7 separate regions of the Mus musculus genome follow, and all the other regions are linked to region 6. Evidence: chromatin contacts called from public HiChIP or PLAC-seq and promoter capture Hi-C data. All regions are on one chromosome and are shown on one strand. Each heading gives the region's core, a stretch centred on a gene start, on an enhancer-like site or on the middle of the called end of the contact. The rest is flanking DNA. Distances are from core to core; before and after follow the strand shown. Region 1 holds the start of Uvrag (UV radiation resistance associated gene). Region 2 holds the start of Inppl1 (inositol polyphosphate phosphatase-like 1). Region 3 holds the start of Folr1 (folate receptor 1 (adult)). Region 4 holds the start of Art1 (ADP-ribosyltransferase 1). Region 5 holds the start of Pgap2 (post-GPI attachment to proteins 2). Region 6 holds the start of Ucp2 (uncoupling protein 2 (mitochondrial, proton carrier)). Region 7 holds the start of Numa1 (nuclear mitotic apparatus protein 1).

Region 1 (2,811 bases), core at 303-2,802, 1.4 Mb after region 6:
ATACATCTTCCCACTCAGTAAAAGATTTTAAATCCATCTATTATATGTTGGAGTCTTCATGGGCACAGATACTGGCCCACCTACCACCCCCCTCAGTGACACCAGTACTATTCAGCGCATGGACAGACAGTGGGGAGCTGACCTGCTCAGTGACAAAGCTAGAAGGTGGCAGTCAGAATCCCAAACTGCCTGCTTCCTGTTGTGTCTGCCTCTCTGAACACTGTGTTCTTTCAGCTATAACAGTCCAGGTGGTGGAGAAATTCACACTCTATGGGGACGGGGGAATCAATATTCTGCAAAATGACTCAGTGCTACTTATAGAAGCAATGGCTGTAGCTGCTATTATGGTCAAAGAAGTCTTCAGGGAAGGGAGGGCATTTGAGCTGTACCTTCATATTCATTTCTCTATTATCTGCAAGCAATGCGGATCCAGGGACGAATCAGACAAGGTCTTTTGGTTGAGGAATTCACATATGAGTGTTTGAATTCGGGGAGGCTGTGTGTGTTAAATGACTATTAAAAGACAAAGTGGAGGCTGCTGTGGTGGCACACTCCTGTAGTCCCAGCACCTGGGGAGCTGAGGTAGATTGAGCTACATGGTGAGTGGCAGGTCAGCCAAATCTCGCCCCTCCCCCCGCCCCGCCCCCGCGCAAAGCAAGTAAACAAACAAAGACAACACAATAGAATAAGCAGGTCTGTGGTAAAGGCAAGTTTCCTAATTCGGAGTTTCAGAGAAGTCTTTTGGAAGGACTCCTGCCCCAGCTGAAATACGATGGCTAAGCAAGCGTTAGTCACAAGCAGTAAAGGCTTTCTAGGCAGAGCATAAGCATCCCACCAGCAGAGGTGAGACAGTCTCTTGGCTGGCTGGCACACTTTGTGGCTAAGCTTACTAGTTATAGAAGCTAGAAGGGGCGTGGACTTGCAGGTCTGAGTGGATCACTGAAGAGCTGGTGGACTGCCCGATGGATCTTTGGTCTCAGTGATCGCGGCTCGGTGGCGGCTCCCCCTCTCAGTCATAAAGCGTGGCTTTTTTTTTTTTTTTTTGTACGTGGATGAGAACACTTCGGGAAGTCAGACCATCCATCCATCCCGACTCAGCTGGTGCCAAGCGGGTCCCCGCCCTCCACTGGAGGCTCTGTTACCATAGCAACTAGGTTAGGGCGGAAGTGGCTTAGAGGACTGACTCTCACTAATCAGGTGACTCTCCAGACTTCTGCACGTGACACGACATACCAGGCGCGCGCTCTACCTAATCAAGAAGCCGTCCCTGTTTCACTGACAACTGACAGCGCTCTAGAGCAATAGCCCACGAGGCTTCCCTAGGAGACCACACCCCTCAATAGGGAAAGGGCCAATTAGGCTGAGGCAAAGAGAAGTTACGCCCCAGGTTTAGCCCGGGTTTGACAGACGCAATTGAGGCCATCCTAGAGTCCCTCCGCCCCTAGCCATTGCGGCCGACGACGGACGGGCCCACTGGCCAATAGCACGTCCCTTGGCCGCCACCGGGTCCCGCCCTCTCAGAAACGGAACCAATGAGCACGCCAGCTCTGGGCCGGGTGGAGGGGTTGCACTGCGGTAATATGGCTCTTCCTTAGCCAGCGGCGGTGGCCAGCGCGGGCGCAGAGCTGCTGGGGCTCTCGGTGCCCGGTTTCTAGGCTGTAGGGGCTCTGCGAATCACAGCTCGGGAGGCAGCGGCCGATGCGGGAGGACTGCCCACCTGGCCGCTCGGCGGCTCAGGGGTCCAGATGAGCTCCTGCGCCTCGCTCGGGGGCCCGGTGCCCCTGCCACCCCCGGGCCCGTCCGCCGCGCTGACGTCCGGTGCCCCCGCGCGGGCCCTGCATGTGGAGCTGCCGTCTCAGCAGGTGAGCCGGCCGCGAGCCGGGGGGCGGAGAAGGTTGGCGGGGCTCGCAGGGCTGAGGAGGGCTGACAGGAGGAGGAGCCCCCTCCCCGGCCGTTCCCGCGCTCAGACCCCCGCATCCCTCCAAGAAGGCGCCGGGGAGCCCTGCCCCGCTGGCCGCCGCCGCGCTTTCCCTTTCGCTCCCCGATCGAGGAGTCGGTTTTCTGCACTTATTCTTAGCGTTTCGGGTGCTTCCTTCCGCTCCTCCTGAGGAAGGTATTTGGGACGTTGGGGTTTCCTTTCCAATCTCAGATCCTCATGGCACACTCCACTCCCTCGGGTGAGTGTCTGGAAGGAGGATTTGAAGTAAATATTCATAGCTTGTATCTCACGTGTGTGTGTGTGTGTGTGTGTGTGTGTGTGTGTGTGTGTGTGTGTGTAATAAGGACAAGAGAACACTGACTTTGGGAATCTGACAAAATTCTTGGCAACACCCGCCTATCAGTACATCTTCCACTGGCCTCCCTCAGTCCCTCGGGGAGACTCTGCAGGAACCTTAGCATTGAAGAGGACCTGGAGAAACTGTCAGTCATGGAGAGGTTACCGAGCTGGGTCTGTGCAAAGTGAGCATTGAATCGTCACAACTCCATGAGATAGCTGGTTTTATTGTCCCGGTTTCTCAGTTCTAGGAACAAGCTTGCTCACTGCCTCTCTGTTAGTGTTTCTGGTGGGGATGGATTTCCAAATACAGAGTCTGACTCCAGCTTGTGCTCAGCAGCAATAGTTTGCTTTAGACTTGAGAGCAGCTGCTCCACCACGGTCCACAGGACGAGCTCCCTCAGACCCTTTCTGTAACTTTCCATCCTTGCAAGAGACAGGAAGGAGCCACTTAGGAGCGCAGAGGCTATGGGAGAGAGGGCCAGGCATAGAGTGCATCGGAATGTAAAGGAAAGAGCAATGTTGCACCCCACCCC
Region 2 (2,958 bases), core at 390-2,889, 1.3 Mb before region 6:
TGTCTGCTTAGCTCTGTTCTCAGCTTACAAAGGGGAAGCTGGAAACGGGAGTCCAGCAGAGATTCTGGAGAAAGGGGTAAAAATTCACACTGCCTACTATGATATAGATTGACTGGGTTGGGGTCCCTTGGACGAGGATAGTCCATTAGGAAGTCAATCTGGAAGATACAGAAGAAACAAAAGCTTGCATTTCGCCCAGTGCTGTATCCTACTGATGAAGCCAAAGAAACTATTAGTGGCTTCCCAGAGGCAGAAGCACCCTCTAGCCTTCGGCTAAATTGTATTTGTGTTTATTCTGAGTGTGTGCCTAGGTGTGTGGGCTGCATGGATGACTTGGCACAGGTGTGGAAGTCAGAGGACAACATGCAGGAGCTCTCTCCTTCCACCACATGGGTCCCTGGGGTTCAACTCAAAGTCTTCAAACTTGGCAAAAGCGCCTTTACCTGTTAAGCCATCTCACCCCAATGACACAGTCTTTAGCATCGCCGTCCTCTCAGGAAGCTGTAAATATATTGATTTTGGAGGGTCGTGACAGCTTTTCTCCAACTCGTTCTCCTTTCTTTCTTTGAGGCCACATCTCTTATGTAGTCTTGGATGGGCTGGAAGTCTAGACCAAGGAAGCTGGCTTACAACTAGGTAGAGTTCCATTTGCTTCTGCCTCCTGTGGGTCGGGAATACAGGCATAGGAAAGTAAGACCCCACTGCACACCCCCGGGATCTGGGGTGGGCGTCCTCCATTCCCGGCGGGAGGAGCTGGGTACAGATTGGAGGATGTTACTTTATTTAAGCCCTGGCAGGACCAGGAGAAACAGGTAGGTGGGTGGAGGATCTCTGTTTTTGTATTTATCTGTTCTGGAAGGTCCCTACAGACCCGTCACGTCCCAGGCTTTGTTCTAGATGGGTTAAGCCAATGCAAATTGGCTTATCCTCTAAACAGAGGGAAACTCCTCAGGGTTGACCCCAGGCTCGGTCAACAGGTTCAATTTACCAGAGCGAAAGTTCTCTCCCAGGTTAAAGGGATGCTCCTGACAGACTCTAGGAGTTGGTGGTTGTAGGCAAGCGGCTAGAGGCCTGCGCCTTTAAGGAGCCAGGGGGCAGAGGGGCGGGGCAGGAAGAGAAATCCTTGGAGACGCCACCACCATCCAGGTCTTTTTTTAGGGGGGAAATAGGGCGGGCCAAAGCCCTGTTTGGGTTCCGCCCCGTCTTCTCCCGCCGGGTCCCCTTTTCCGCCCCAGGGGTCGGTGGATGGGAGGTCTTAGCAGCCAGAGTCTTAGGAGCTCCCTGCTCGCACCTGGCCCACGGAAGCGCAAGTTTGTTGATTTGGAGGGAGTAGCCGGAGCGGGGGCGGTGCTAATAATACCCGTTCAGTCCCCAGTCGCGCTTTACAGTTTACACAGCTGTCACCTTCGTTACTCCTTAATTAATAATAAAAATAGCCGCCGTCCCGGAGCGCACGCTGCATGCCAGGCCCTGAGCTTTACAGGCAGAGCCCCAATGAGCCCGCCCTCGTAACGTTACCCCAGTTATCGAAAGCGAGAAGCTCGGGCGCACTGAAGAGCCAAGGCTGTCCCGAGGTCACTCTGCGGGCGTGCGGCGGAGACCGGGACGCGGGCGGACGAGGCGGGGCGCGGGCGGGGCGGAAGGCGCGGGGTGCGCGGTGGCGGCGGATGGCCATCTTAAGTGGCCGCGGGGAGTCCAGGGAGGCTTCCCCGGGCTAGGAGTCAACCCGAGTCGCCCTAGAGGTGGGGCCTGCGTTCGGTAGTTGAGGCTCTGAGACTTGAGGGAACTTTTTTTCTAGGTAGTCGAGGGGGTCCTCCTGGTCTGGGACTGCAAAACCTGGGCCTGCGGGTGTGGGGCGTGGTGCCAGGCAATTTGGTGGAGATGGGGGAAGGGTTTTGCCAGGCTGGAGGGCCTGCGGGGACCGGTGCGTGAAAGGCACCTCGAGCGCGCGCGTATGTGTGGGGTGGGGTATCGGATCTCTTTGGGATCTTGTGGGATGTGTCAGGAATCGTTTTGGGGGGTTCAGGTCTGAAGGGGCCTCTGACCTTATAGGAGTTACGAGAACTTGTTCTCTTGGATGTTGTAGTAGTTGTGGATGTCTATCCTGGAGCCTTGCTTTCCGAACCTTGATCCCGCAAGGCTGTGGGGGTGCCGAGTAGAAGAGATGTGTGTAGTAGAATCAGATTTGCATAGGGATTAGGGGTCATCTCATTGCGAATCGTTGGAAGGATTGAATTCACCAGCGAGAACTTGGACTCACAAGTTGTCCCGGAGCGGGTACCGGGGAACTGGATCTTCTTGAGGTGGGGGGACAAAATAATTGTGGGACTTGGGAGGTGCTGGTCTTGCGGGTCCTGTAGGGCTGTCGGAGCATCGTCCTTGCCGAGAGAGGCTGGGGGCAGGGGCGGCCCGGGCTCTGGGCCGAGTGGAGGGGGAGGGGACCGGCCAGCTCCTAGCTCCGTTCCCGCCCCTCCCCCGCCGCCTCTGAACAAACTTTTCTTTCTCTTCAAGTTGAGGCCGGCGCTGCGGGCGGCGGCGGCTGCGCGGAGATCCAGGCGGTTGGCGCGGCCAAGCGTGGAACCCACATACTGGGTTCTCTCGGGCTGGTGGATCCTTAGTCCCGGGACCCGGGCCCAACCTCGACTTCAAGCTTCCCCGGGCGGATGGCGCGGAGCGGCAGGCATCGGCGGCGCTGAGCCCTGCGTGGGCCATGGCCTCAGTGTGTGGGACACCGAGTCCCGGGGGTGCGCTAGGCAGCCCGGCCCCAGCCTGGTATCACCGTGACCTGAGCCGCGCTGCTGCGGAGGAGCTCCTGGCTCGGGCGGGCCGCGATGGCAGCTTCCTGGTGCGAGATAGCGAGAGCGTGGCGGGGGCCTTCGCACTCTGCGTCCTGTGAGTAGGGCGGGCACACGCCGAGTGTTCCTTGGTTGTGGTGGCAATCGTGGTAGTGGGGTGACT
Region 3 (2,888 bases), core at 80-2,579, 1.4 Mb before region 6:
CCAGGACAGCCAGGGCTATACAGAGAAACCCTGTCTCGAAAAACCAAAAAAGCAAAAAAAAAAAAAAAAAATGTTTAGAAAGAGAGAAAGAAAGAAAGAAAGAAAGAAAGAAAGAAAGAAAGAAAGAAAGAAAGAAAGAAAGGCAGACTTTTATCCCAACAGTCGGGAGGCAGAGGGCAGGTGGATCTCTGAGTTCGAGGCCAGCCTGGTCTACAGAGTGAGTTCCAGAGCAGCCAGGGCTACACATAGAAACCCTGTCTCAAAAAGAAAAGAAAAAAAAAATCAGGCAGGAGAAGTAGTGTGGAGTCATAAGCCTTAGAATGCTGCTCCAGGATGCCTGATAGACTTCTCTCAAGCAAACGAACGACACCAGACTTGTAGACAAACTCCAGTGTCCACAGCCCTGAACAGTGTGAATGGCGCACATCGGGGGCCCGATACTCACCAAAGCTCAGGATTCTCTCCCCTGCAATCTGGAGGCCTTCTCTTGCTTCCTGGCCTTTAATCCCACTGTTGGATGTGGGGGGTTGTCAAACACCTTCCTGTTTTTTCAGCCTGGTCACAAGACACTAGCAGGCTGGGCCAGACTAGACACTGACAGTCAGTTTTGCTGATAATAAGCTGCTATCTCAGGGAGATACTTCTTGGACTGGCTCCAAGGTGACTGTGAAATTCTGTCCCTCCCTAGTGGTCAAATGATCTCAACACTTAGGCTCCGGATGGGTACAACACTTCAACATTCAGGGCATTAGGGCTCAAATGCAGTCAAATAGCTGATGGAGGTCCTACACAAGCTGCCTAGCTCTCCTAGCATCCCCCAGTCTCTGCTTGTTTTCAGGATCCTCCTGGTTGGCGTGCCTGGTTCCCTGACCTAAACCTTCTCCAGCCCAGGGCCTGGGCCACCCTTCTTCTAGTGGTTCTTCTCTATAGAATGCAGTCATTTTGGCTAAGCTGGTCTTTTTACCCTTTTGCACTTTTGGTCTCATGGCTTTCCCCTCTCCCCTCCCATGACCCAGCTCAGGGTCTTGTTCACTCTGGGCCCTTCCAAATGCTTTTCTGGCTAGGCTCTTCTCCATATCTACAATAAACTTTCTCCTCCACCATACCTAGGGGCTGTCATGGCCTCCTTTTTATTTCTTTTTTTCCTCACTCAGGCAGGAGCTGAGGCAGGGCAGGGTGTTCACTCCAGGCCCCAGCTCAATCTTCACCTCAAATCCTCACTGGAAAGGTTAATTATTCAGAAGCTGTAGAGCTCAGGAGCATCACCCAGGGGGCAAACCTCACTCTTGCAATAGAGGAGCCATAAAGGCCAGTTAATAATCAGCCCCGGGGCAGAGACAGCTTAGAAGGGCCTCCAGCTTTAGGCTTTATAGATACCTGGCCCACCCTTCCCCAGTCAGCAGGCTGATCTGGAAGTATAAACAAGAAAGGAGGCTGACGGCTCTAGAAGTCCCCAACCTGTTGTGATCTTCAGTAGACAAACACTCCTGGTGTGTCACAGGATTCAGGTACATGGCAGTGGCCAGGGCGAAGGGTAGCAAGACAGAACCAGGGACCTCCTGGGAGCCTGTCTCTCTTTGTAGGGCCTTGTTCTTTGGCTAATTTTCCCCCAGAGTCCAAATTGCCTCCTCTCTCTCCTTCCTCCTTCCCTTCTTCCTTGCCTTCCTTCCCCTCCTTCCTTTTCTCTTTCTCCTGACATTCACCAATGTAGTGGTCTCTACTATCTCACTTAAATTTCGGTTGAGACAGCTCCCACATCTATGTCCAATTTGGAGCCTTCCTCTGGGGCCACACACGCACAGGTAACTGATCAACAACTCCGAGTCTCCTGCTCAAATCTACTCCCCACTCCTTTATCCAACAGCAGCGCCATCCTGGGCTCCCAGTAAGGGATGGGTGGGGGACGGGGTCCTGTTTTGGCTGCAGTGAAATGTGGGTGATGTCAAAATTAGCTCAGATCCTTAAGGGTTCCCCCCACGCCCCCACGCCTGTAAAGATCTGTCACAGGAGTGGGAGGTGAGCAAGTGGAGAAGGAAAGGAAGCCTGGGCTTCCACAGCACTGAGGCTCTCGTCAGAAAGGTTAGGCCATCAGGGTCTTGTGACTGGAAGTGGGTGATAGCCTGGCTGGTGAGGTTGGGGGAACTTGTAGCTGAGAGAAGTTGGGGACATGGGATCTTCTGATTCTATACAACAGGCCTGGAAGTTGCAAGCCTGTGTTCTAGTGACAGTCCTGCCATTGGCTCTGGTGTGGTCCTCTGGGGCTCATCCTATTCATGTGTATAATAGGACATGGGTGTTGGTAGTGGATGGATTATTTTAAAGGATCTTAGCAGCTCAAGACACAATGTGAGGTGTTTGTTTGTTTGAGACAGGGTCTTTCAGTGTAGCCTTGACTATCCTGGAACTCTCTCTGTAGATCAGGCTGGTCTCAAACTTACAAAGATCTGCCTGCCTCTGCTTCCCGAGTGCAGGGATTAAAGGCATGCACCACCACAGCCCGGCTGTTTGTTTATTTATTTGCAATGCTGGGATTGAAACTGGGGCTTCACACATACTAGGCATGTGCCACCACCCAGCTGTTTGTTTATTTGTTTACTTGCAATGCTGGGGATTGAACCCAGGGCCTCACACATGCTAGGCCAGCCTTTGCCATACACATCCCAAGAACGGAGCCTGTACTATTAATCGCATCCCTACAGAGGCCTGCTGTTGCACACATGCAATAATTAACAGCTGAATGGCCTCGCCCAATCTCAGGCTCCATTCCTGGGCTGCATTCCCACTACCTGCTCCACACAGCTCTGTTTCCTAGGCCACTAAACCTCGGCCGGCTGTCTCCTGGAATGAAGAAAGCAAAGGAAGCCTAGAGTGGAGACAAAGAAGCCCGA
Region 4 (3,134 bases), core at 149-2,648, 1.6 Mb before region 6:
TGGCCGCCTCACCTCAGCCTGCTCCTCGCCTCAGCCTGCTCCTCGCCTCAGCCTGCTCAATGATCCTGCCCCCTGGGACCTTTCCCGTCCCTGCTTGGCGCCTACAGTACAGAACAAAGTTCCAGAGAGGCTCTGCCATTTCCCTGCCCTGAGCTGTCCTGACCTCCTCCTCTTCCAGGCCTAGCTCAGGGCCCACCTCTTTCAGAAAGCCCCAGAATCCTTTGGGGGCTCTACATCACTTTGTGCTGACTTCTCCTGAGCGCCCCAAGCCCCACCCCTGACCTGTGTAGGAACCGGCAGTAATCCCTGATCTCAGGCCAGGACTAGGCAAAGTCACCCGAGTACTTGCTGATGAAGGAAGTAAAATCTACAAACACCCAGCTTCAGGTAGACCTGCAGATGCTCATGGGTAACTGGGCTGGGATGGAGAGACTGGCGTCCATGTGTTCCCTTTTGAGTCAGGTTCTGTCACTCTGAAGGCAGATATGTCAATCACCTCTTTGGGCAGGGTGATTTTTCTGCCCTCCACTGCCAGAGGTTTTATAGCAGCCTGAGCATTGGGAGCAGTGAAGCTCAGGTCTCACAGCTTCAGCTGCTGAGCCCTCCATGTCCTTCAGGCAAGATGATGACCCCAGTCAGTAATCCCGGAAAATCCGTGGAAGCCCACCTCTTCTCTTGTCCAGACAGCGCACCCTATCTGTCAGCGCTGGCTCCCGTCCATTAGAGAACGGAAGCCTCGCTAAAGCCTGCCTGTGTCCACCACATACCCTCATTTCTACAGTCACTTCTGGCCTCCTTTTGCTCAGTCTGTGATGGAAGACTCCCCTCCCCCCAGTCTCTGGTAAACAGGCTAAGAGGCGGTGTGAGCATTGCCAATCAGACAGCACCTCAGAGTAAATAGATTGCTTTCCTTGGTGACCAGTGTCACGGGGGAAATGCAGCAGAGATTGGTCTGGGACACTGGGAATTCTCCCTATTTCATTTCATTTCATTTTATTTTTTTTTATCTTATTTTATTGAGACAGGGTCTTGTTAGGTATCCCAGGCTGGCCTCTAACTTAGTCTCTGGCACAGGAGAGCTGAATCCAGCTTAAAAATCCCTTTCCACAGGCAAGGGAGCTGCATCCCCTATCCTCTGACCCTCGGTTTTCCTTTTTCTGGCCCTCACTCAACAGTTCCTTCAGGGAATATGACCCCAAGGCTCTCCTCAAAAACCCCAAACTTCCCCACATCCACAAACCTTCCTGGGATCCAAGGATCCCTAAAACTATTAATACCATAGATTTTAAATCAAAAAAGTTCCCTCCCTGCTCCCTATGCGAGGAGGTGAGGTAGCCTTCTGGCCTTACCTAGCCTTCTCCATGGCGGGCAAAGCTGACCTGGTCTCCTGGGATAGACAGGGCAGGGAGGGCAGCTTTCTCTTTTATACTGTCTATTCCCTACCCCTCCTGCTGTCGCCACACAGCTGCTCAGAAATGTGACACTCGTCTATTTCAAGCTGTCTCCTTGTCAAGGCTCAGGAACACTAGCCTCACCCCAGTGTGACCTGGGCCAAAGCTCTTCCCAAAACAATAAGAGCTGCCGAATACAGAGGTGTGGAGGGCAGTGTTGGGGGTGTTGAGGAGATGGGGCTGCAGCCCTCTCACCAGGCTTGGTTCTGGACTCTGATCACCCCAACTCCACACATCTCTCCTTCCATTTTGTTCTGTGGTGGTGGTGGTGGTGGTTAATTGTTGTTGTTGTCTTAATACTTTCTTTCACAAAGTCCAGGCTGACCTTGATCTTGAAGCAATCCTGTTGCCCCAGCTTCCCTGCCGATTGCTAGGGTTATAGGCATGTACCACCACAATGCATGTTCTTTTTTTTTTTTTTTTTTTTTTTTTTTCAAATTTTTATTAGGTATTTTCTTCATTTACATTTCAAATGCTATCCCGAAAGCCCCCTATATCCCACCACCACCCTGCTCCCCTACCCACCCACTCCCACTTCTTGGCCCCGAAGTTCCCCTGTACTGGGGCATATAAAGTTTACAATGCATGTTGTTTAGGGCAAGCTTTGTTCTGCCCTAAAGAACCTAGCTTCCTGCTGGATCTCTGACTCACCGTGTGACCTGAGAGGATGCTGCCCCTCTCAGGATCCCTGACCCACACGTGACCAGATTTGACTCCACTTCTTGGAGTTCCGGGTGCTAGGATATAAGAAAATCCCCAAGCCATAGGCTGCCCCCACACAGCATCTGCTGTCCCAGAAACTGCAAGTACCTGAATTCCTCCCAGAAAGGGAGGATGGGGTCAGGAGGGAAGGAAGGGATCACTGCTGGACATAGTTTGTTTTTCTCTTTAGCCTTCAGGAAGGATTGGAGGAGAAAAGAGGCTTTTGGGTGAAGGAAACTTTATTTGGCTGACAATATGAGGTGGTAAAGGGTGGTGATGGGTAAATTCATGAGCTGGACTGGAGAGGCCTTATCCTATGCTAATGGTGGCCCCAACAGGAGGCATCTCTAACCCTTGGTGTTAAGAACGTCCCTCCTTCACCTTCCCGCAAGCTGGGTCCTTCTCCCATTACACCCAACTGGGCATCTGAACTCAGAACTAGGTTATTTATAGTCAAGCACAAGGGAGGTGCGAGAGAAAGCTGTGTTTACAAACATGGGTTCAGCTGAGCCGGAGAAGTCTGGAAAGGGAATGTCTGAGGGGGTGGAAGGGGTGTGGCTGTTCCTGGACGGCTAAGCACTGAATGTCATAAATTCCCTTCTACCCCGGCCCTTCGGACCAGGGTAGGAGACAAAGAAGGTTAAGAGTAGGGAAGGAAGTGGGGGTGGGGTGGAGGGTTGATGCTGGTGCACGTGACCCAACGTGTGTCGTATGCAAATTGTATGCAAATAAGACAGATTTGGCGACTTAACTAGCGTAATGAACAAGGAGAGATCCTCGTGGGGCTTCGTGGCCTGGGGGTCTGAGGGCCATGGCCCGGCCCAGGGCCACCGGAGAAGAGACCAAGTCTCACAGGTCTCTCCCCCAACTTTGACTTAGTTCAGATCTTACAGAAAGAACCTATCATCCAAACGAAGGAGAGTTTTGCCCCTCAATCACCCAAGGACTCTGCCAGTTCAGCTCCCACGCCCCTGTCTGTTG
Region 5 (3,030 bases), core at 58-2,557, 1.7 Mb before region 6:
CCTCCCAGATCTCACCCATTCTCTAGATAGGGCCCTACACAAGAGCACTGTGGCCAGCCAGCCCACACCTAGACTCTCTGAAGTAGATTTAACCCAATCCTCCTCCTAATGGTCCTCCCCAAAGCCAGCTGCTCTGTATCCGTGAACCACTGGGATCCTCTAACTGAAGACCAGATCGTCAGCTTGAAAGAACCTTACCCTGGACCTTACCCCATGCAGGGTCAATGGGGGGCAGGGGGTGGCATTCAAGGACAGTGTCAGAAACAAACAGAAAAGATAGCTGCTTCTACTTCTTGGCAGTGTGCCTGGCCTCCCTTTTACATGTATGACCTTGGACAAGTCACCTAACCATCCTGGGCCTGTTTCAAATTGTAAAAGAGGAAATCACATGGTCTAGATTACTTGGAAGGCCTCTCCACCATGGCCACTGCTTGATAGCTCAGTTTGAGGAGCCCACTACCTTAAGTTCTGCTCCTAGGCAACCTAGGAGTTCTTCATTGGCACTACTTAGTTGATTTCATTTTATTTTAGTTTGTGTGTGCACGTGTTTATGTACACTCTTCCAGAGAAAAGATCTTACTGTGTAGTCCAGGCTTGCTGGAAACTCCCAATCCTTCTGTCCTTGCCTCCCTGTTACTAAGATTACAAGGCTCTGAAAACTGTTTTTGTAGAAGTACCACCACTTCATATCCAAAGTCCCTAAAGATCTCACTACCACACTCCTGTCAGAATCTACATTCTGAGCTCAGTACTTGATATACAATATCTCTTTTAGTTCTATTTATTTTAGGAGACGGTGTTGTCCTCCGGGTTCCCATTTCATAGAAAAAGAAAGTAAGTCCCAGGGTAGTTTAAAAAAAAAAAAAAAAAAAAAAAAAACCACTTACTCAAAGCCACAAGCTAGTAACTGGCAGAGCTGGGATTCAAAACTAGTCTGAGATTCCAGGGCTCCCCCACGCCTCCATCTGCAGTGCCTGGAGGAATCTCGAGCAAAAGGCCCTGCGGAATAAATGAGGCAGTCTTTAAACCCAGCACACCTAGCCCTGCCACCGAGTGGACAAAAGCAAGACAGTTCAGCACCTGGATGCCTGCAGTTCCCGGGGTTCTGAGTGTGGGCACAGGCAGGTAGGCGCCTAGACCGCAGGCCTGCGGAGGCCGGACCTCGTGGCGGGGCTCCCGAAGTGGCGTTACCCTGTGGTCCAAACTGGCCATTCCCTCCTTACTCACCCAAGTACTGGTGGATAGGGGGCCGTACCCCGTAGCCAGGGGCGCGGAACCGGGAGCCCCAGCCCGGCCCGGGGGCGAGTGGAAGGGGGCGGGTCGCAGCAGCAACGGCGTGAGGCGGGGCCAGCGCTCTGGGGTGGGTCTTAAAGAGGAAACTGGTCCCGTTTCAACACTTGCTCCTCCCCATTTTGGGGTCCGGGACTCCAGTCTTTCTTTATAATCTACTGTCTCCTCAAGCCAAGCTTCCCTAGTAGTTCGGCTCTGTCCCCATTATTTTTGAGTACGTGAGAGCAGTCAGAGGGCCCAGGACACATGGTTTTGAAATGTTGAATAAGTCACCTTGTCATCTTACCTGTGGCTGCATGCCATCACCTGTTGAAAGAATGTAAAATTAATTCAATGGGGCCCAAATTCTTTCATTACCTGACCCGATTCTCCAGTCCTCTACCCTCATTCTAATCGAATTATCCAGCTTTGCACTTCTGAAATATTAAGCCAAATTTGCCCCAGCCGTGGCTATTTTCCCTCAAACTTTATTCCCTATGACCGGCTACAGCATCCAACAAAAGGAGCTGAAAAATAAAATAAAATAAAAATAAACCAAAAGCCACATTGCAGATAGATCATCTACGCCCATCTCAGAAACTAAGGGCCAAAGCTGTTCTCACCTTTTATCAGAAGAGGGAGCCCTATGCTGTCCGACATCACTGGCGCACGCGAGGGAGGAGGAGGAAGGGGCGGGGGGAGGGGGGGACGGGACGTTCAGCCAGATCCAGCTTAAGGGTTCTTCACGGAAAAGGAGGAAGAAGAGAAGGAGGGGCAGGGAGAGGAGGGGGGGGAGGAGGAGGGGGAGAGGAGGAGGAGGAGGAGGGGGAGGAGGAGGAAGAGGAGGAGGAAGAGGAAGAGGAGAAGAAACCAGGTCCAGGTGTTCTTTTCCCACTTTGGCCTGGCCTAGACTGATAGTTTTTGAAAAAACTATCCTACCCAAAATAGGAAGGAGGGTGAGGGGATCAACAATTTCCTACAGACATCTTGAGGATTGTCAGGACCAACTGTAGCAGTAGTGGGACTTCTGAGTCAGACAGTTATCACCGTTTAAATCCTACTTAAAATCACATCCTAGGCACATTGCTACTTTGCATTTAACTCATTTAATCCTCATAAAAATAAAGTGGATCTTTTTTTTTTTTTTTTTAACTGAGTCCCCTATGGGTGAGGTGACTTGTTCAGTGAGACCTCTGGGTGGATGAGATAGCTCAGTGGCTAATGGTACTTGCTACCCAGGCCTATAACCGAGTTCAGTCCTTGGAAACAGCAGAATGGAAAGAGAGAACTACCTCCCACAAGTTGTCCTCTAATCTCCATCAGCATTCCCACATTGCAAAGTAAAAAATAGTATCCTCCTCCCTTCAAAAAGCAGGCAAGAGCTGGGCAGTGGTGGTGCATGCCTTTAATCCCAGCACTTGGGAGGCAGAGGCAGGCGCATTTCTGAGTTCGAGGCCAGCCTGGTCTACAGAGTGAGTTCCAGGGCAGCCAGGACTACACAGAGAAACCCTGTCTTGAAAAGTCAAAAAAAAAAAAAAAAAAAAAAAAAAGTAGGCAAGAATCTCACATAGCCCACACAGGCCTCAAACCTGTTATGTAGTCAAACCTCCACTTCTTAGTGTAGGACTACATGTATGTCTCACCAATCCATGGGCTATGGATGGCTGGAAGTTATTGGTGCATGCTGAGCAAGCACTCTACCAACTAAGCCAAATCCCTCACCAAGGTAGAATCGAATAATATCCCCATTTTTTGTTTTTT
Region 6 (3,167 bases), core at 307-2,806:
AGGGACATCAAAAGCTAGGACAAAAGAAAAAAAAAAAAAAGAATGGAAGCTCAGACCAGCAAGATGGCTCAGTGGGTAAGGGTGCTTGCCATTGGGACACAGATGGTAGGAGGCCTGAGTTGTCTTCTGACCTTCATGTGCGTGCCACAGCACCCGTGTGCCTTTACATAAACGTGCATGCACACACATGCACACGTGAGCACACACGTGAGCACACATACACACCACATACACACACACCATAACACACACACACACACACACACACACACACACACACACACCATAAGCTTCTGCCCCAGCTCTGCTGTTGACTGCCAAGGCCACCTGGAACCAGTCCCCACCCCACTCAGGTTCTCCCCTTATACACTGGGGTCCGCCATCTTTACGGGCCAGAAGGTGATCAGGGATGAAGAAGGGGATTGCTGAGCTGTGAAGAGGCTCTCATCAGGGTGGGAGGAGGGGAATTTTTATTGTCTTGCTGAGCAGCCCTAGGCCCCAGGCCTGAGAGAAGGCTTCCTTAGCCGGGACTCCTTACCTGGAGGCTGCTTTGAGGTCTCAGGCTGAGGCCTCCAAGGTCAAGCTTCTCTAAAGGTGTCTCGTTCTTCAAAGCTGCCGGTGGCTACCATGGCCCGATCCCCTCGATTTTCCATAGAAAATGGCTGGGAGACGAAACACTTAAAGTTCATACTATTGTGTCCTGTGGGGGAGAGGAAGGAAGCCAAGTTTAGAAAGGAAGATTGTCTTTGCAGGACCACCGCCCTGCAAGGAAGGGTCATCTGTCACACAAGTCCTTTCAGACAGCCTTGCTGGGAGGGACCCATGCAAGGCTCAGTTCTCACTCAGAGCAGCCAGGGTCTAGGGGAAGAACTCAGGAGTCTTTACTCCCACACGTTGGCTCACTTCCAAATTTGTTTCTCAGACAGTTATGTAGACAGGCAGCTGTGCTGTGCCTGGGGGATACAGTCACAAAACTGTTGAGTGGAGCATTATATCTATTTGTGTTGAATCAGGATAAGGCAGGTCCAGTCTCCCTGTGTCCCTACTTCCACCTCCGGCAGGCAGCCACATAAGATAGTGTAACAAAGGCCAAACAAACTCCAAGGCTCCTCCAGGCACAAACAACCCTTGATACAAGAACAGGCTTTAGGGCACATGGCCCAGAGCCTCCTGGTGACAGTCATTCTGATCTTCGCTGACGTGAAAGCCCCTTCCCCCACCCCGCCCGGGTCAGGCTGGGAACATCGAGGCTGAGGGGAAGAAGTAAAGAGATGAAGGTTTTAACCTTCGACCAACTGGACGTCAGAGGCAAATAACAAAGGGCGTATTTAGGAGGAAAGAAACCTAGAGAGGGCAAATTAGGACTCCAGGGAAGGGAAAAGAAAGAGAAAAGACAGATGGAGTGGGAGAGAGCAGGTGCGGCCAGCGAAGGGATGGGGCACGCTCACCGGACCGCAGGAGAACACAGGAGTGCAGAAGGCTGTGTCCGACGGCGGGAGAGTGGTGGCTGCCCAGGAAGCTGGCGACCCGACGACACCGAGGGCGGAACTGACAGTAGCTGCGAACCCGCGCCTACAGAACTTAAGTCTAGAGGGCGTGGTCGGGGCGTGGCGTGACGAGGCGGAGCCAGGGCGGCCCACGCCCCCGGGTGAGGAGGCGTTTCCATCTGTGGTTGCCTGAAACCCCTAGGTCCCCCCAGAGGCTCCAGTCTCAGATCTTCCCCTTCTATTCCCGGGGCAGACAATCTCTTTGTGAGGACAGGCAGACTGACTGGCCAGCTGCTCTGGATCGCGACCCCTTACCCCTTCAAGTCTCCCCTCCCCCTCCCTGCAAGGCACCTGGGGACCGGGCGGAGCGCGGGCTTCGGGGACCGGAACAAACCCGGGTGTGGTGACGGGGCAAGGCTGGCGTTCCCGCCTTCTGCCGCTCCCAGTCAGGTCCCGGGGGACACTGGCACCTAACGGCTGGAGTGGGGCGAGAACACCTGGCCTCCCCTCCCCTCTGCACCGAGTGCAGCCAGGCTGGCGCCCCGCAAGGAAGAGGGCAGGGCAGAGCCTCGCCTGTTGCACTCCAGCCCAGCGAGGACAAACTCAGCAGGTGGACGGGACCTCAGCGAGATAATGGCCACGTAGGAGTGGGGGACGTGAAAGCAATACTTGGGCCCTGTGTCGGGGACTAACGTGCATTGTGGGGGTAGGAAGCAGGTCTCAATTTGCCTCAATTTGTGTTCAAGCTTTGGTACTCTCCGTCGGTTTCTTCTTTTGTTTTTATCCTCCTTAGCCCCGGAGTTTTAAGAGATTAGATCAGGGCGTGGAACCCTTTTTGCTTGCCTAGGAATTAGGCGCCCAAGAGCAGGAAGCCGGGGACCAGGGGTCCGAATATACTATAATAGAAGCTCAAGTAGGTTTGGGCTGCTGTGGAAAGTGCAGTGGGAGGAGGGGGCTGGGTGAACGTTTGTGGAAAGCAATTACTATGCATCAGGTAGGCGGCGCAGGCACCTAACGATAATCTTTCCAGGTCATCATTAACCATTATTTTCCAGAACAAGAAAGTGTGAGAGGCCCCAGACCTTAATAGGACCCCAGACCTTAGCACATCTGACTCCATGATGGAAGTACCATTCAACTGTAAAACTCAGCACACAGACAGAACCATCAATGTCCATCGTTCTGGAAAAATCTCTAAATGTACTGATCTTACCTTTTGGCTTCTGTGGTTCCACTACTGGCTAACTTGTTTTGTTAGCTGAAGTATGTCACCCTAAAACATGGGTTTTGTGCTTAAAAACGTACCCAGGAAAGGATCCTGAACACCCAGTGTGGCTTTATTAGCCAGCTGGCTTACTTTAAACAAGACTAGATAAAATAAACCTTCACTATCAAGTGGCAAAACCCCATAGCTGGTGGGTGGATAGTGATCCCAACATAGCTGGTGGTGATCTTACAAAGCTGACAGTACTCTACTCTGCCCATTGCTCACTCGCAATGCACCCAATAAACCACTCTTTTAAAAAATTGGTGAAGGGGCTGGTGAGATGGCTCCGTGGGTAAGAGCACTGATTGCTCTTTCGAAGGTCCTGAGTTCAAATCCCAGCAACCACATGGTGGCTCACAACCATCCAGAATGAGAGCTGACACCCTCTTCTGGTGTTTCTACAGTGTACTTAT
Region 7 (2,976 bases), core at 332-2,831, 1.5 Mb before region 6:
CCTTTCCCCCATATTCGTAAGGTCATGATCGGAAAAATGTTAGCAGAAAAGTTGCAATCATGAACTAGACTGCGGCCTACAGGCAGATACTGTGTGAAGTGCCTGCGCAAGCGCACATACACAGCCCTCTGGGGCAGTTCATCAGCACCTATCCCCAACCACTACATTCACACACTCAGATCCCTGGCAGCTGACAAAAATAAAAAATAAAAAAAGACACGTTTTCATTGTCCAACACCGCAAAAACATCTAGGACCACACAAGGAAACAGGGAAGCCCTCTACTGGGCCGTCTCTATAGCTCTAGGACAGGCGCACACATTACTCCCTCCAAACAAAAACACGCTGACATCTATGAGGGGAAAGAAAGGCGCCAACTCCCGGATGTTGGCAAGCTCTGCGCAGGGCCAGCGCCTGTTTCTCAGTGTTTACTTGCTCTCCCTTTCCTCTCCCTCCCCTCTAAGGATGGCGCAGCAAAGGGAGGTGAGGGGGATGAACCACCCCACCCTCTCGTCCATTTTTTTGAAAAAACAAAACAAAACAAAACTAACCCGAGAAAGAGTGAGGGAGAAAAAGTCTTAGTGCTGGGGGCCTTACCGGACTCCTAAAGCCAAACGTATCTACAGGTTTTAATCCGCCATTAGCATTTAAATCTTGAAAGGACAGGGGTAGGGGGGGGCAGTGGAAAGTAACCCCACACACAAAAGAAAAGTTGTTGGGTTTCTTCTCAGTCGGCCAGGCAGAAGCAATCTTCCTGGCTGACAGCCAGAAGTGCGTCACAGCCAGGAGTCTGCTTTCTTTAAAGGCACAGCGAGCTTCCGCGCGGTCTGGGAGCAACAGCGAAGCCAAGAGCTCGGGGGGGGGGGACGGGGGGGGGACGACGCCTACCAGGAGGACCCAGGTGAAGCCTGCCCGTGCCCTAAAAACTGAGCAGGACGTGCGGGGGCGGGGAGAGTGGCTAGGGCGCAAGCCCGCAGGCTCCATTGCTGAAGGGAGAGCACGCGCAGCAAGGGCTGGAGGCTGTGGCGTAAACACACAAAAACGCACCCGCGGTGGCCGGCCTCACCAACCTGAGATGGCCAGGACACTCCCCCTTCGCTGCTTTCCAGCAGGGCTTAAGGCAGTAGCAGTGACGGCCTGTCCACCTCCGAGACCAGCCCTATCGGGCAGGCCCAGAGCCGCCGAACCCACGGCCAGCCCCTGGCGGGAAAGGCGCCCGGCGCAGAGGAAGCCTGGGAGCCGAGCGCAGGGGAGCCGCACGGCGCAGGCCTTGTACAGGGGCAGCTTCCTGCGGCGCGGCGAGGGGGGCGTGTCTGCAGGCGCACGGCCGCCCGCCGGCTCCCCGCCACACAAAGCGCAGGCCTCCTCAGAGCGCCCTGCCTGCCCGCCCGCCTGCCCGCCCTAGGACTTGGCCACCCTAGCCTGTTCTCCGCAGGGAATCTCTTCAGCCCCTACCTTCTGCGTAGCAAGGCCAAGATGCCATGCTGTGTGCCTGCTCCTCCCACTCCTCCACCCAAACGAGCGGCCCAGGCAGTTTCTAGCCGCGGAGCGTAGGCCTCGCTCTTCTGTCCCGATAGCTGCGCTATTGTTGACTGGAATGGCCGCCAAAATCCCAGCTGTGCTGCCAGAACCTAATCCGCTGTTCCTGTGGGCATTTGTGGGGAGGGGCCGAGGGGCCAAGGCACAGTTCTGAGTATGGCAGGCGCTGGCTAGAGCCCTCAACAGGCACAGGGACTCATCATCCTCAGAGTCTGCTGCAACTATATGACTAAAAGAAATGTCACACTCAGACAAGATCTCGACAGCGTTGCCACCCACTGGACACCTCCTGGGATAGTTAAAGGAATTCCCTCACTTTACAACTAGAAACATTTAATGAAGTATGTGTAATGTATTGCTATTAAATATTGTTAATACCCATACAAGAATTATACCCAACGTCTGAGCTAGGGTTACAATTCCACAGATCAGAAGTGACTACAAGTTTTATCCCAAGATGGTACATGTTAACTCATATAAAAGATGTAAGGAAACTAACCAGTTTAGATGAGGGAAGGATTAGAAAACTGAAGTAATATTTTAATCTGGATCTTCAAGCACAAAATCAAATTTTTCCTCTCGGGAAAGGGAGAAGAAAGCAGAAAGGTGTGGTAGCAGTGAGAGACCAGGTGTCAAAGGTGAACTGAGGTCAGAATTGGGAAATCTTGAACTTCAAGGATTCAAATAAAGGATCTGGGATGGTTTTAACAGAGAGCTGTGGTATGAGCCAGATTAACCTGACAAAATGGTTCTCTGGCAGCAAGGTGAGCTAGGAGGCTACCCAATAGATAGGAAGGTGTTGAGGACACGGATGGTAGAGAATAGTTAAAAGAGGAATGAGAAGCATTGAGGAGAAAGAAGCTGACAAAAAGCAGGAGACTCAAAGCCACCATGGTGCTGTGTGCTTACAGTCCTGGCAAGTGGGAGGTTGGAGCAGAAGGCCAGCCTGATCCACTCACTACTAGAGTTCCAGCCCAGCCAAGGCAGAGTAACAGCCTATCTCAAACAAGACAAAACTAGGAGGAGCAACTGTACCGGGAAGAAAGTACATGGCATATGTGAATCACATGTGAGGAGGAGATGGGGGTCTGAAGAAGAAACAGGATATAATAGATAGTAGCTAATGCTTACTAAGAACCTACTAACATGCCTCAAACCATCCTACTGACCTATTGGGCATCATTTCATTAGGCTTCAACACCTCTTTATGAAGCAGGTAAATTACCACTCAACTTTAAGATGACTTTTTTAAAAAGACTTATTATTTATGTGAATACACTGTCACTGTCTTCAGACACACCAGAAGAGGGCACTGGATCCCATTACAGATGTGAGCCACCATGTGGTTGCTAGGAATTTAACTCAGGACCTCGGAAAGAGCAGTCAGGTGCTCTTAATCGCTGAGCCATCTCTCCAGCCCTACCACTCAACTGTAGAC

What was found. Promoter capture Hi-C pulls out the DNA fragments that hold promoters and counts their contacts. HiChIP or PLAC-seq counts read pairs in DNA pulled down with a chosen protein or histone mark.
Region 1: a contact with region 6 is called in a promoter capture Hi-C map of liver, with 2.3 times the contacts expected there. The contact joins the promoter of Uvrag here to the promoter of Ucp2 in region 6. A contact is called at or near these places in 2 of 39 promoter capture datasets (liver and pre-B cells) and 1 of 115 datasets of contacts at active chromatin or transcription factors (thymic regulatory T cells).
Region 2: a promoter capture Hi-C map of the C10 cell line shows a contact between it and region 6, with 2.7 times the contacts expected there. The contact joins the promoter of Inppl1 here to the promoter of Ucp2 in region 6. A contact is called at or near these places in 2 of 39 promoter capture datasets (the C10 cell line and liver) and 1 of 9 other capture datasets (liver).
Region 3: an H3K27ac HiChIP or PLAC-seq map of microglia shows a contact between it and region 6, with 6 times the contacts expected there. The contact joins the promoter of Folr1 here to the promoter of Ucp2 in region 6. A contact is called at or near these places in 3 of 39 promoter capture datasets (liver and pre-B cells), 1 of 115 datasets of contacts at active chromatin or transcription factors (microglia) and 2 of 9 other capture datasets (adipose tissue and liver).
Region 4: a promoter capture Hi-C map of cranial neural crest shows a contact between it and region 6. The contact joins the promoter of Art1 here to the promoter of Ucp2 in region 6. A contact is called at or near these places in 2 of 39 promoter capture datasets (cranial neural crest and liver).
Region 5: a promoter capture Hi-C map of pre-B cells shows a contact between it and region 6, with 3 times the contacts expected there. The contact joins the promoter of Pgap2 here to the promoter of Ucp2 in region 6. A contact is called at or near these places in 2 of 39 promoter capture datasets (neutrophils and pre-B cells).
Region 7: a contact with region 6 is called in an H3K27ac HiChIP or PLAC-seq map of regulatory T cell precursor, with 8 times the contacts expected there. The contact joins the promoter of Numa1 here to the promoter of Ucp2 in region 6. A contact is called at or near these places in 1 of 39 promoter capture datasets (pre-B cells), 1 of 484 Hi-C or Micro-C datasets (CD4 T cells), 2 of 115 datasets of contacts at active chromatin or transcription factors (regulatory T cell precursor and thymic regulatory T cells) and 1 of 9 other capture datasets (liver).

Annotation. Positions count from the first base shown.
Region 1 is chr7:99,139,885-99,142,695 of GRCm38.p6, reverse strand. It overlaps Uvrag (UV radiation resistance associated gene), which reads left to right and starts at 1,552. Exons shown (of 15, transcript NM_178635.3): 1 at 1,552-1,862. The coding sequence starts at 1,746.
Region 2 is chr7:101,836,505-101,839,462 of GRCm38.p6, reverse strand. It overlaps Inppl1 (inositol polyphosphate phosphatase-like 1), which reads left to right and starts at 1,639. Exons shown (of 29, transcript NM_001122739.1): 1 at 1,639-1,742; 2 at 2,512-2,892. The coding sequence starts at 2,711. Gm10602 (a long non-coding RNA gene) reads right to left here. Exons shown (of 2, transcript XR_003946663.1): 1 at 2,046-2,958; 2 at 1-661.
Region 3 is chr7:101,869,229-101,872,116 of GRCm38.p6, reverse strand. Folr1 (folate receptor 1 (adult)) reads left to right here and starts at 1,329. Exons shown (of 7, transcript NM_001252554.1): 1 at 1,329-1,508; 2 at 2,813-2,888. It overlaps Gm35597 (a long non-coding RNA gene), which reads right to left and starts at 1,406. Exons shown (of 3, transcript XR_378387.3): 1 at 446-1,406.
Region 4 is chr7:102,100,007-102,103,140 of GRCm38.p6, reverse strand. It overlaps Art1 (ADP-ribosyltransferase 1), which reads right to left and starts at 1,398. Exons shown (of 5, transcript NM_009710.4): 1 at 1,350-1,398. Art5 (ADP-ribosyltransferase 5) reads left to right here and starts at 2,912. Exons shown (of 5, transcript NM_007491.2): 1 at 2,912-3,134.
Region 5 is chr7:102,221,348-102,224,377 of GRCm38.p6, reverse strand. It overlaps Pgap2 (post-GPI attachment to proteins 2), which reads right to left and starts at 1,307. Exons shown (of 7, transcript NM_001382592.1): 1 at 1,228-1,307; 2 at 888-999.
Region 6 is chr7:100,491,747-100,494,913 of GRCm38.p6, reverse strand. It overlaps Ucp2 (uncoupling protein 2 (mitochondrial, proton carrier)), which reads right to left and starts at 1,556. Exons shown (of 8, transcript NM_011671.5): 1 at 1,449-1,556; 2 at 539-700.
Region 7 is chr7:101,968,448-101,971,423 of GRCm38.p6, reverse strand. Numa1 (nuclear mitotic apparatus protein 1) reads right to left here and starts at 1,581. Exons shown (of 25, transcript NM_133947.3): 1 at 1,455-1,581.